Linked DNA regions of Gossypium hirsutum: all the other regions are linked to region 3. The links are chromatin contacts, called in public Hi-C maps. All regions are on one chromosome and are shown on one strand. Each heading gives the region's core, a stretch centred on a gene start, on an enhancer-like site or on the middle of the called end of the contact. The rest is flanking DNA. Distances are from core to core; before and after follow the strand shown.

Region 1 (4,398 bases), core at 1,324-3,823, 130 kb after region 3:
TCTACCATACTTCTAACCAGCACAGAGATTTGCTCTGCTCCAGCACCCCTCATTGCACCCCCAACATGTTTCACAGTCCTACAAACATTGTATAAACCTAATAACCACCCAGTTTCACAGTCCTACAAACATTATATAAACCTAATAACCACCCAACAAAAAATAACACCAACTACGTTATTCTTGACCCTTTACTTTTTTTGAAGTATTCATGTCCGACACTGTATCCACCGTATATCTAGACATGGATATGAGAATATGAAACCCCAAACACGAAGCTACCTTTGAAAAAAATTGAATATATCCATCCTAAACACTCACACATCCATGTCCGAATTATATAGAATTGATATAATAAAAGCACAATTAAAAACTCCAAATTACCAAGTAGGCTCGGACTGTTCAAGATCACACAATAATCTGACCTCGGAAGTAACAAATCCTGTAAAATTCTTAGGCATTAGCAAGGCAGAACCTAACAACTTGATCAATTAATTTATATTGCTGTTTTATAAATTATAAATCAGTACATGATTCAGCAGGAGAGTTATTTACAACATTAACTAAACAGGGAAAAATGCTTATACCATCAAACACGTCATGGATAGATTAGTAGACTATAATTAACTCTTCTGTGTAATGAAAATGTGAGAGACTTACCAAGATTTGGACCACTTTTAAGGCAAATTTCATGTACCCTCAAGCGTTCTCTATTTACACCGCAAAGACCTTGAAGTAGAATTTCAAGTGCCTCAACATACTGCAAATCTCACCCAAAAAAAAAGAGAACAAAAACAAATCTGTTTAAATCAATCCCCAAATTTAGAAAATTTCTAAAATAGAAATAAAATAATGATTTTGGGTGTGAATTTTTTTACCTGTGTCTCTATAATTCCTTGAACTACGCACTCCATTTTTACAAGTTTTTTTCAATGTTAAACGAAGAAATGCAACCAGTAAGCTCACTGCGAAACCCTTGCTCTTCTTAAAATCCGGTTCGAGCTCAGTTCGTTATACGAATGGTAATACGGGCATTGCTTGGCCCGAGATGTTACCCGACCCGAACTAAAATATGGGTGGAAACAACTTTAAATATTATTAGAGTTTCTAATTTTAGGATAAATTACATTGCTGATCACTCGATTATTAAAATTTTTTTTGGGTCATTTATCGAAGATATCTTTACAGATTTTAAAATTAGTACAATAGTAATTTTAACCTTTAATATTTTTATATTATGACAATTTAGTCTTAATTTCAAAAAAAATAATTTTCAGCATTTACATATTGTGCAATTTTATTTTATTTTTTGTAATTTTATTTTTATTTATGACATTGAAGATTAGGTTTAAAATAATAAGAAAAGATGAAAATTATTATTTTAAATTTTTAGTGGTTATATTTTTGGTATATTTTTTAAATTTAGTTGATAAATTTATTTTTTTAAACGATCATAAAGAAAAGTAAAATTGAAAAATAAATAGACCAATTTACATAATTTATAAATGTTGAGGGTTAAATTTTTTAGAATCAAGACTAAATTAACATAATGTAAAAATATTGAGGGTTAAAGTTGTTATATTCAAAACAAATAAGTAATTAAGGTATATCCAAAGCAAGGAGGGCGTGAAAATCCCGAGAAGATAAGGGGAGAAGCGGACAAAATCAAAAGCTAAGTTGAGGAGAATTATGTACATAATGATTATAAGATACAATAATGTATACATTAATGCTAAAAATCTGAAGAAAAAACTTCCCAGAAACACACCAAAATCACCTATTAAACAATTTTCTTTTACATGCTAAAAGGCTTGATCTTTTTCAAGGGTTGTAAAAGTGATCATCACAGTGGCATTTCCAACCAAGGGGCTTGTAATTAGAGTATTGACTGCCTGATGATGGGTAAAAAACCTCCATGGGATTAGTGATTGCTTTGCTCGAACCAGGTGGTTGAAATTGGTGGTTATGGCTAAGTAATGGTGTAGTAGGTACTTGAACTGCCTTGCAAGGGTGGCATCCATTACATCTGTTGTGGCAGCTTGGAGGAGTTGATCCCAACCTTGTTTTGTCTTCAAAATATAAACCCTGTTGAAAACCCAAACATCATCAAAGATCAAATATATAAACATGGTGAAAAGAATGAAAGATATATGAGCTGAAACCTAACCTGAACAAGGGAAGAGGTTGGAGAGGAAAGAAGAAAGGAAAGGGCCAAAAGAAATGTGAAGGTGTTAAGGAGGGGAGAAACAAGTGAGGTCATGATGATGAAAGGGTTTCATGTAACCAAGGAAGTAAACTAAAAAGATGGGAATAGTAATGGAACTCTAACTTCAAGTACATATGAAACTAACTTACTTCTGCTGCGAAGTAAAAAATCCAAAGCAAGATAGATAAGAAATAGGGTCAGCAATGAGAAAAGTGAGTAGGAAGAAAAGGAAGGGAAGGTTTCATAAATTGGTGTATGTGGTGGTGGGTGGTGGTCTAAGCATTAATGTACATGGGAGAGAGAGAGAGAGAGAGAGAGAGAGAGAGAGAGAGAGAGGGCGGGAAGTGTGGCAGAAGAGTGAAAAGAACAATACGGAATTGGCAAACAAATTGGGAGAATCTGCATTAGAAAGGAAGGGGAGGGGGACCAAATAACTCTAATTTTATCTTTTATAAATTGGGAATTACATGCAAATGTTTCAACATTCGTGGTTGAAATACCATTAAGGACTTTAATCACTTTTCTCTTACTTCATTGGATTGGGTTTATCTCTGATTTTAGTAATAATCAAATTAATTTATTCACCACTAATGCTTTTCAAAAAAGTAATCAGTTGATCATGAAATATGTTATATTCTCATAAGTGGGGTTCAAACTCCAATCATATTATTAAGGGATGATGTGCGCAACCACCATATCACATCACATGGTTATGTCTATCTCATTTTAACTATTAAGAAGGCTAAAGCTTCTTTTGGTTAAATTTTACTATTATTTTGTGTGTTGTGCATGAAAATTTAGTTCATATATTTCAATTTCCTCATTTTTGGTCATTATACTTTTCGAATTTTAAAATTTTAATCCTGACCAATGGTAGTTATTGAATTCATTAAGTTCTACTATTTCTAAAATATTATGCAACAAATATATTATTTCATGTGTAATGTCATGTTTGTTTATTATTTTTATATATTACTCACAAAAAAAGTCAATTAATGACCATCGTTTGAATCAAGACTAAAATATCAGAATCTGAAAAATATGACGACTAAAAATGATCAAATTGGAGACTATGGACTAAATTTACAAATTTATTATAGTGCAAAGTCAATAACAAAATTTAGTCAAACGAATTTAAATGTTACCATCTAGGTCAAGCCTGAAATTTTAAATTTTAAAAAGTACAAAAATAAAAATTGGCCAATTCAGAAAATATAAAAAATAAAATTGACCGAATTAAAGTATTAAAACTAAATCGTACAATTTAAATTGTTTTTTTTGGGGGGTACTTGGAAATGGGTGAAAAATGCGTAAGGGGAGGTAGTAGTAATTAATTTCCAGCATTTAATAACTACAAAATTGTCATTTTTGCTTCAATAATTTGACCCCAAAAAAGAAGGGAAGGTTTGCTTCAAGACTCACTTTGATCCCAATATTGCTTGGTATCCAAAAGCACCTTAAACAAGTGCATAGCTCTTAGGGTACATGAATTAGAATTTTACCGAATTTTCTATGCATTCCTATGCTCGATTAAAATTATAAAGAATAATTAGCAAAATAAAATAACAAAATGAGCTTAAGAAAAATTCTAATCTCTAATTGACCTTCGATCCGATCAAAGTATCTATTGTAAGACTTTGGACCTTTTTTCTTTTTTGGATCAATAAAAGAGGCTACACAGCCTTAACTATTAGGCGTAGCATCGGGGCACATTTGCCCACGAGCAATACCAGATTAATCATCAAACAGAATGGGCTCAACCTATGAGGAACATCCCTTAAAATGCATAAATCATAACCAGCATTAGAGCCCATGAGCCAAGCAGTTTGCAGCCACATTGCCTTCCCTATACACAGATTCAATTTTAACATTCCATTGACAGTCCAATAATCCCCTGATGCTTGAAACAACGGAGCAGCTATTATCATTTTCATCTCAAGAAACACATTTCGATAACCCTCGTTCCAAACTAACGAGAGACCACCGAACGTAGCCCATAACTCTACTTGGAGTGGAAAATAGCCCCCAAACACCTTATAAATCCCAACAACCATCTACCTGTACTATCTCCCGATAAACCACCTGAACCTACACATTGAGAATTTAATTGGCATGAACCATCCGTATTTAAGTTGACCCATCCTGCAAGTGGTGGTCTTCATTCTTCATGCCTTGAATCTAGCACGCAAGTA
Region 2 (4,628 bases), core at 654-3,153, 170 kb after region 3:
GAAGTACCCACATCCAATCCAAAGTCACCCAGAAATGAATAGAAAATGTCATCTGAAGCCATTTAGTTAAGCCCTAGAAGAAGGAAAGGTAGAGAGAAACAAAATACAGAAGTCATGAATAACTATTACTATAGGTAACTAAAAACATAAAAAGGAGAAGAATACGGGATAAAAAGGTGTTGAATACAAGATAACATATTTATACAATAATGGCCTATACAAAAAGCGATAACTCAAAACGGATAAACGAAAAGGTTACAGATGCAGGAAAAACAACCAAAGAGTAAGAACAGAGTAGTGTATCCATTCCAAATATTTTAGTGTTTGCAGCTAAAAAGGAATTTCTTTCAAAGAAAAATGTTTAGACATCAGCTCATGCACAGATTTTTTTTTTATTCCGCTCTGCTCTTTAGAGTTTACGCCGATCTAAATCTAAAAAATCTAGGAGTTTTAGTAGTTCCACATCCTCCCTAAGCCCTTGGAATTTATCCCATAAATTAAAGGTAATAATTTTAAAACAAAAATCATGCCAAATGACGTAATTCATATGAATGATAATATATCTGGAAGATCTTATCCAGGCCAACCCTGTATTGGATGATGTCTCAAGTTCTTTTATAAGTTCAGGGACACAACTTATACCAAACAAAATAATCCGATGGTGCAATTCAGAAAACATGTACTAAATGTCAACAGTAGGACGGGAAACATATAAGATAGGGTAAACATACCAGCACATAAATGGATGTTAAAAAGTTAACAGACAAGATAGTAAAACCACCCACCCCAATTTCAAGAAATATCAAAGCAGTTAATAACGCAAGGTTCACCATGTAGATGTTATATCTACAAAGACAACATGCTACAAGTCTTAAGGTAAAAACTAAAATGAAAATAGACATTATTTATCTCACATTGCCAACAAAAACTGATCGTGAATCTGCTTCCTCTTTGCTCGCCTGATTAGCTGTTGCACCAGCGGGATCTGTGATAGAAAGGGTAAAGGGTTCGTTTTCGAACAAATGTCAAATTTAGATTAATATTAGACAAAAATGATTAAAAAGACTAAACATATCTCACACCTTGAAATATAGATAGAACTGACAAACATCCAGGCTATAACTACCGGTTAGAATTCCCCACTAAAATCTATAAACTATTACTACGATAGAACCACTTGAAAAAATAAATAATATTCAATTATCATTTTAAAAACTAACTTTGAAGTTTCAGATTCGATAGATTTATCAAACTAAAAAAGAAAATAATATAATCCAGAGAACCAAAATCTTAAACCCTAACATCATAACTTAACAAGAAAATTCAGATCATATAAATATCCCAATAAAAACACTAAAAAAGGCAAGGAAAGATGAGAAAAACCTTGAACAGCACCCATTTCCTTCTCGACTTTGGCCTGCATTTCCCGGAGTGCCGCCGCTTCATCTTCCATTTCCTTCAACCGTTTCTTCATCTCGTCCAATTCCTACCACAATCAAACAACAAGAGTAACCAAAAAAGACAAAGTACAGTCTTGGGTTAGGGTTTTTAATTCTTTTTTTTTAAATAATTACCTTGACAGCGTCTTCATCGGCGGCGGACATGTCGACGTCGGCGTTCTGAGGGTCCAATTCGCCCTCCATCTCTCCTTCGTCGGGGATTTCCCCTCCGTACACCTCATGCTCCTCTTCATCCATTTTTTCTCTTTATTGTTTTTTTCCCTCTCTCTGTTTATTTTTCTGATTCTTCTAGAAAGAGTCTCCCAAGTCTGTTAGTACTTTCTTCAGTGGTTAAACTTCTATTAGAAACGAAGGATTTCGGTTCATGCGATCATATCCGTACGATGATGGAAGATCAACGGTGATAAGTGGCCCAGGGTTATTTTTTGTTTGCAATTTGCAAATGTTATTAAGCCTTTCCAACTCCAAGGTATTTAAACGATGTCGCTTCCTGCTGCTGGATTTCTTGGGTTTGGGCCTCCTTCAGTTCTAATGGACTTTGATACTGTTATTTTCTTCTATTTATTTTTTCCACCTATAATATTCATGAAAATTATTTTTTAATTATGTAAAATTTAAATTAAGTTCTATTTTAATTGGTAAAGTTGAAAGTATATAACCCGTAATTATTTTATTTATTTATTTCATACATATTTTTTATAATAATATAATTTAGCTCAACACACATTTGAATTAGGAGTCAAATCGAGTTAAACATTTTCGAGTTAAAAAATTTTGAGTGGAGTTAACGAATAGTATTATTTATACTCAATGTTGTGTTTACATGGACTGATTATTTAACTAGTAGACGAAGTACAATATTATTTAACTACATAAGTAAAGTTGATGCGTAAACATTTATTAAAACGACGCAGTTTTACCTTTTTTTATTTGGATTCTTGGATAACTCGAATTGTATAATTCATATTCAAGTTAAACCGAAAAATTGATTTTTTTATTCTACTTTACCCGAATAACTCGATTAGCTCGAACTTTTTAATTCAAAATTTAATTTTTTATCAAATTTTTTAAATCGAATCAGATTTTACTTACTCTTATATTTGACCCCTCAATTTAATGCCTTATTGGTACTCAATTTGTTTTTTTTTAATCCTAAAACTGGTATAATTGTTGTTGTTAAGGGTGGATGGAAACTTTATTTTATAACAATTCAATTTAGGGAAATTTCACTTTAGTACTTAATTATATTTTAAATTTAAATGATGTATTTAAAATAATTAACCTACACAATCACTTATAATTAATTCAAGATTCGTATACAATTTGTTAAAATTGAACGTCGATAATGACAATATAGAATGATCACAAAATAATAAAAAATAAAAATAAAACACATAGGTTTTACGTGAATTATTTCTTTAACAAAAATTCGGATCACATAACTCTAACACAAATCACTTTCAAAGTATATTATTTAAAATAATTAATCCACGTGCTAGCTCACTATTCAATTTAAGATTAATATATCATAAATAATCATAATAAATTAAAGTTTGGAAATTTAAAAATAATTATCATTTAAAAATAAATTTAAATTAACTATTATAATTAATTAAATAAATTATAAAAAATTGAAACCCCAAACAATTGAGTATTAGCACGTACTTATAATTGTTTTACTTATTTATTAATACTTTATAATTTTTTTATGATAAACAGCACAAACATGTGAATATATGCTTACACCATGTGAAAACCTTATTAAAAGAAGTAATGCTTACGCTAAACCTATATTTTTCACATTTTAGGTTTGCGTTTTACTATATATATTATAAATGTATTTATTCGCTCAAACTGGCTTATTAGATTGATTGTTATTTCTAATTAGAATTTTTTAAAATTAATTTATTTTTAAACATCTTATATATAAAATTTCATAAAATAAATTTCATTTTTCTTTTTCTTTTTCTTTTTAAGTGAAATTAAAAAAATAACATTACTTCAAATTTGAATTGAAAATATAAGATATTTATCTTATTTTCAATATTGCTCTTCAATAAAAAAAAATATTTCATATCAATTTAGGTACCATTAAATTATAAATAATAGTGTACTTAACTAATATATCCAAAATCATATTTAAATAATTTCATAAAAATATTTTTCAATCACAATATTATAATCTCAAATTAAAGTCAATTTAATATCAGGGTATTGATTTGTGTTTGAATTGTGTGGTTATGGAATATTTCATATTTGGATTTAATTTCGTAGTTAAAGACGACGTAGGACCATCCCGGGACAAAGGGAAATCCAAAGTCATCGATGAATAGATACTATAGTTTGTGCTCTCATAACTTGAGTTCATTAAATAATTATATATAACTATTTGATCCGGTATACGTTTGGGAATGGTTAACTATCAATAAGAATGTGTTTGACATGTATGTATATAATTGATTGAGTGGTTTGTGATATATTGGTTGAATGAATATACATATATATGTTTGATGATATTATACGTTTAACAATGATGATATTTTCCCTATTAACGTTGTTGGATAGAGTCACAGGCATGGTTGGCATGACATAGGGTCCGTATTGATAAGTGGGAGATCCAAAGCTATGCACGTACATACTGTTATAGTTTTCTAATACCCTGGGGTCGAGAACATATCACCCACTCAAATACCCTTAGGGTACGAGCATATTCTAGTGTGGTTGATGGGATTAGTGCATTTATGCCTGATTAGCATTTCAATGTGTATTTGGTGTGCTGGTGGATTGATCTGTATATCCATTATTGTATCCGATTTGGCTAATAGGGATTAAAAATGTAATACTACTTATTATATACATGTGTAACTGCAATGAGATAAAAATGTTGAAATGTTACATGCCATGATATGTTAAACTAGATACAAATACCCTGAGGTGCATCAAGAATTATATCGAATAGGTGAGCAAAGCATTGATGAGAATTATTTGAAATGGTAAATGAATTATTGGTATATATGTATCCTTAATGATAATGTTGAAATGGTTGGCTGGTTAACTCAATTCCCTAAACCGAGTTCGTAAATATTAAATATGAAGTTTTACAGAGTTGGTATAAAAGTATATTGATGTTTGGTCCATCAATTTTATCAATTAAATAGTTACTTTAGG
Region 3 (4,721 bases), core at 1,618-4,117:
CATCACGGTCGGACGATGGCAGCCCATCCGGAATCGTTTCGAACCGGAAATCAGGCAGACCCTTAACGAAGTCTGCCCCTTTGGACCTGATCAAACGCCTATGGTTGAACTCAGTGTTAACAAAGGTTATGAAGAAGCCTCTTGACTGCAAGAGCTTAGCCAGTTGCATCATGGGGCTAACATGGCCTTGTGATGGATATGGAATGCAAACAGCGTGGGGTTTACTGGTTTCAACTGAAGCCATCTTAGGAAAGCAATAACAAAGTAGGAAATTTAAGGTCTTTGCTGGGAAATGCTTTTCTTGCTAGGAACATTCAACATAGACAAGGGAAAATGTTCTTGCTTAATCCAAAACAGAGGTAAATGCTGACTCTTATTTAGTTAATTTATTCGGGAATGTTCTTACTTACACGCGGCTTCAAATTGCCTACAATATGATCTCACCTATTTTCTGTTGATATAATCTTTTATATATACTTGGCTCCCTCTTATTGTGGGAAGATTCCGGCCACCTTTAAACATTAAAAAATCATCTGAGATTTAAGATATTGTCTTGCATCGCCCTAATTTGATTTTTCTAATAAATATATTATATATAAACGAGAAATTATTATTTTACCTTTTTAATAGTTTTTTCTAAAATAACTTTGTAATAGTTATGTACAATGTCTCGCCCCATTTTTACAGTCCAAAAATAAAGTCACTCCATTTGAAGGGAGACGATTCAAAATTCATCAGACATTTCAAAATTTATCATCCTTAAATTAGATAATGACATTTCTTTTAAAACAGGGTAAACTATCAAAATAGTCACTTTTGTTTGCATCAGATTATATTTTAGTCACTTACGTTATCGTTTTATTACAAAATGTTCACTCTATCGTTAAGATCTATTACCTCCCAAATGGTAGTCCGACGTAGCAGTTAATTAAAATGGATTTTAAATGCCAACATAGATGTCTAACCAAGTAAATTAATTGAGTTCTAAATTAAATAAATTTAATTAATTGAATTTTCTAAATTAATTAAAAGAAAATGTTAATTTGGTTTCCCGACAGAACCAAAACCAATACATCAGATTAATCATTGAACTAGAAAAGAAGAACTCTTGGTCTCCTTTTTCTTTTAGTTTTCATTTCCATTTTGACTAAAAAACCATCCGTTTGCGCACTTGCCCTCCGTGATTTCCAACCTCTGGCCTAAGGCATGACCCCCCTCCTCCCTAGCCACCTAATCTCTCAAAAATCAACAATAAAAACAACAAATGAAGCAAAAAAAATCGTGAGCAAAGCAAATCAAGCAAAAAAAATTAATAAAAAACACCCAAGAAAAAAACATAGCAAAAAAAAAAAGGAGAAGAGAGAAAAGAAGAGAAAGAAGAAAAAAGGAGGAAGAAGAATAGGGAGCTACGCCAGACGGAGGAAGCAGCGGCGACGGCGGCGGGTTAGGGTTCGGCCCGAAGAAGAAGAAGAAAAAGGAAAGAAAAAGAAGAAGAAAGGAAAAAAAAGAAAAAGAAAAAGGAAAGAAAAAAACAGTCGGGTCGCTCCGACCTGACCCGACCGACCATCGACAACCCGACCCGACCCGGTATCAGCCAACCCAGCAGGCCAGCCAGCACCCAGCAAGCAGGCCAGACAGCCCAGCAGTAGGCAGCCCAGTTCCCAGCAGGCCCAACAGCAGAAAAAAAGGGGAAAAAAAGAGCCTGAGTCATATAACCCGTTTGATCAAGCCCGTAATTTTGGGCTTTTCGGTAATTTATTTTTACTCATTTTTAATTTAGTTCATATATTTTGATGACATCTCGTTTTTAATATTATCGGCGTTTTTAAATATTTTTCTTTTTTTATTTTAGAAATATTATTATGTTAATTTATTTGCAATTTTTAATTTAAAAAATTTTAATACACAAGGCAACAGATCGATTTGACATTAAGACATTGATTTCATTGTTATGTTGGGTGAATATCATTAGCTCGTGTTAAATACGGGACGCCACTTCTAAAAATTGATAAATTCAAAAAAAAAAGTTTTTTCTCGCATTTAAAAAAATCAAATTTCTATTTTTGTAATTTTTCAATAGTTGTCAAATTATTTTTTAAAAATATATATAATATAATAATATGTAATTTATCAAAATTCTCGTTAAAAAAACAAAAAAATCGGATCACGATTAAATATTAAATTGAACTCGTATTTTTAAAATTAAGACAACACGCGCTTAACGAGATACTAATTTTGGGCGTCACGAGGGTGCTAATACCTTTCTCGTGTATAATTGACTCCTAAACCCTAATTTTCTCTTGATTTCGACGTGAACCTAAAATTGACTCTTTTTTTTAGAAAATTTTAAAAAATAATAAGTTTTCTTTTAAAAAAAGAATTTATTAGGTGTCCGATCACACCTAGAAAAAAATCAATGGCGACTCTCTTTAAAAAATAAAAATAAAATTGAGAATCTGTTTTTTAAATTTTCAATAATCGCCTCGACTAGCGCCCGTACAAAATTTTAAGTCGCTACAGTAACAAAAAAATTTATATATATATAAATATATTTTAATTATATATCTAAAACTATATCTATATGTAAATATAAATTTTATAATTATTAACTAATTCTTTTTATATATTTTTTATGTTTGTTTTATTATTTATATTCGAAATTAGTGATTATCTTCTCAACAATAAAAATAAAATAATTCAAAATGATTGAAGAATCCACTAAAATTTTGAAAAAGAAAATACTACTGTATATGTTAATTTCAACTATAAGAGAACCGTAGATGAGAGCCTAATCCACGGTTCAAAATCGCGCAAACACACGCAAACCACACTATGAATCGACTCACTAACCATTAGATAAACGACCACTCCTCTTACATTTTCAGCCAATAATATCAAAAGCTATGGATCACCAATATCAACCGTCAGATATCGTTCAAATCCAACAGTTCATATTCTTTTCCTCTATCCATAACAAAAAAAAGAACCCCTATTTAAACCCCGCTCCACATCCCTCGCTTTCAAGCGTTCAAAAAAATTCCCAATTTTCTGTGACAAAAGAGCTCTTCGATTTTTCAAAAATGTCGGGCCGTGGAAAAGGAGGCAAGGGATTAGGAAAGGGAGGAGCTAAGAGGCATAGGAAGGTTCTCCGAGATAACATTCAGGGCATCACCAAGCCGGCGATTCGGAGATTAGCTCGTAGAGGCGGCGTGAAGAGGATTAGTGGCTTGATCTACGAGGAAACTCGTGGTGTTCTCAAGATCTTCCTTGAAAACGTTATACGTGATGCCGTAACCTATACGGAGCACGCTAGGCGTAAGACTGTTACCGCTATGGATGTCGTTTATGCTCTCAAGAGACAAGGAAGGACTCTTTACGGTTTCGGTGGTTGATTTTGGATTTTAGGGTTTCTATTTTGTAACAGTTTCTTGTAGGCTTTTTTTTCTTGGATTTTCTCTTTAGTTTAATGTATTTTCGTTTCGAATTACGATGAATTTCTCTGAAAATCTCGTTTCAAAAGCTAATTTGGTTTTGGTTTTTGAATCTCAGTTCTAAAATATTTAGGGTTCGCCTGAAATTATAGGTATAATCGCTGCTCTGCGTTTCGGTTTCTTGCGGAATCTGTTAAGGCTCGTTAAATGTTATATAAATCTTGAAAAATATGGCAACTAAGTCAACAATCGATTATTAGCCTTTTCCCACAAAAAAATATGTGAAGAATTGAACCGTAAATCATGTCAGCAATTAAGCTTGCCTTAATAGTTGTAGTTTCTCTCAAAAGCAAAAAGAATGGCGTATCTTGGTTGGTAAATTTGGTAGAGAACAGGTTTTAGGTCTTTTGTTTGTTTGTTTCTTATTTTTATGTGCAGTCATTTTTCGAAGAGTCAAGGGTTTGGATGCAGTAAATGTTAGATATTGGCATAATATTGTGTCCCGAAAAATTAAATTAAAAATGGAGTGAAAAAAGCCCAAATCCGAGAGTGAAGACCCTTAAAAATAGCCTATTTGAAGACATCACAATTTTTTGGGTAAAATACACATTAAGATGACTAAATTATTAGTATTTTTTTATAGTTTAATATTTTAGATAAAATAATTTTAAATATCATTAATTTGTGAATTAAAATATAAATAACTTTCCCTTTAAATGATTTAAGAAGTAAATGAAAGTGAAATTTCCTGGTACAACATGTTATGATCTTTTATCTTTCAAATGATTGATTTGAAAGGGAAGGAAGAAATTTGAAGTGTTGAATATGCTTATCTTATCCTTAAGAGAGTATTTGAAGATGATGAAAGACATGTTTATAAATGCTTTCAAGCCTATGAAAATATTAGAGGGACTCTTGCATTAGCTTAGAAATAAGTTGTTGGTTGACTTCTTCATTAATTGTGTTGAGTGTATTTAGACACGGACTTTTTTATGAAAAGATATTGAATGTAAAGTGGGGTATTTTGGGATAGTGATATGAAACCATTTGGGTTTGATTTTGGGGTTATAATTATTTATTGGGAGAGTAATATGCAACAATTTGTATAAAATGAAATGTTGAATAAAATCATTTTCTAAGTAAGGCTCCGTAGACTTAAGATTTATGAATTTGAATTGAGTTAAAAAATATTGTGTGTTGATTTTATCCCTTTGACTTAGCAAACCCTTTGGTTCTAGCTTGTATTGCAACATCATTAGAACAATAAAGTTGGAACAAGTGCAAATCGAA

The links. A called contact is a pair of places that touch in the nucleus more often than the background predicts.
Region 1: a contact with region 3 is called in a Hi-C map of leaf, with 3 times the contacts expected there. The contact joins the promoter of LOC107950897 here to the promoter of LOC107950449 in region 3. A contact is called at or near these places in 14 of 34 Hi-C or Micro-C datasets (anther, callus, fibers and 4 more).
Region 2: a contact with region 3 is called in a Hi-C map of leaf, with 2.3 times the contacts expected there. The contact joins the promoter of LOC107950438 here to the promoter of LOC107950449 in region 3. A contact is called at or near these places in 2 of 34 Hi-C or Micro-C datasets (both in leaf).

What each region holds. Positions count from the first base shown.
Region 1 is chrD03:5,043,893-5,048,290 of Gossypium_hirsutum_v2.1, forward strand. It overlaps LOC107950897 (EPIDERMAL PATTERNING FACTOR-like protein 1), which reads right to left and starts at 2,574. Exons shown (of 2, transcript XM_016885814.2): 1 at 2,168-2,574; 2 at 1,653-2,085. The coding sequence starts at 2,260. The coding sequence ends at 1,822. LOC121215315 (a long non-coding RNA gene) reads right to left here. Exons shown (of 3, transcript XR_005911080.1): 3 at 3,546-4,384. It overlaps LOC107950443 (mediator of RNA polymerase II transcription subunit 18), which reads right to left and starts at 1,058. Exons shown (of 5, transcript XM_016885291.2): 1 at 879-1,058; 2 at 661-760; 3 at 385-442; 4 at 1-78. The coding sequence starts at 914.
Region 2 is chrD03:5,086,912-5,091,539 of Gossypium_hirsutum_v2.1, forward strand. LOC107950438 (polyadenylate-binding protein 2) reads right to left here and starts at 1,904. Exons shown (of 6, transcript XM_016885284.2): 1 at 1,575-1,904; 2 at 1,384-1,486; 3 at 915-985. The coding sequence starts at 1,697.
Region 3 is chrD03:4,912,595-4,917,315 of Gossypium_hirsutum_v2.1, forward strand. It overlaps LOC107950449 (histone H4), which reads left to right and starts at 2,868. Exons shown (of 1, transcript XM_016885298.2): 1 at 2,868-3,524. The coding sequence starts at 2,904. The coding sequence ends at 3,392. It overlaps LOC107950448 (linamarin synthase 2), which reads right to left and starts at 437. Exons shown (of 2, transcript XM_016885297.2): 1 at 1-437. The coding sequence starts at 244.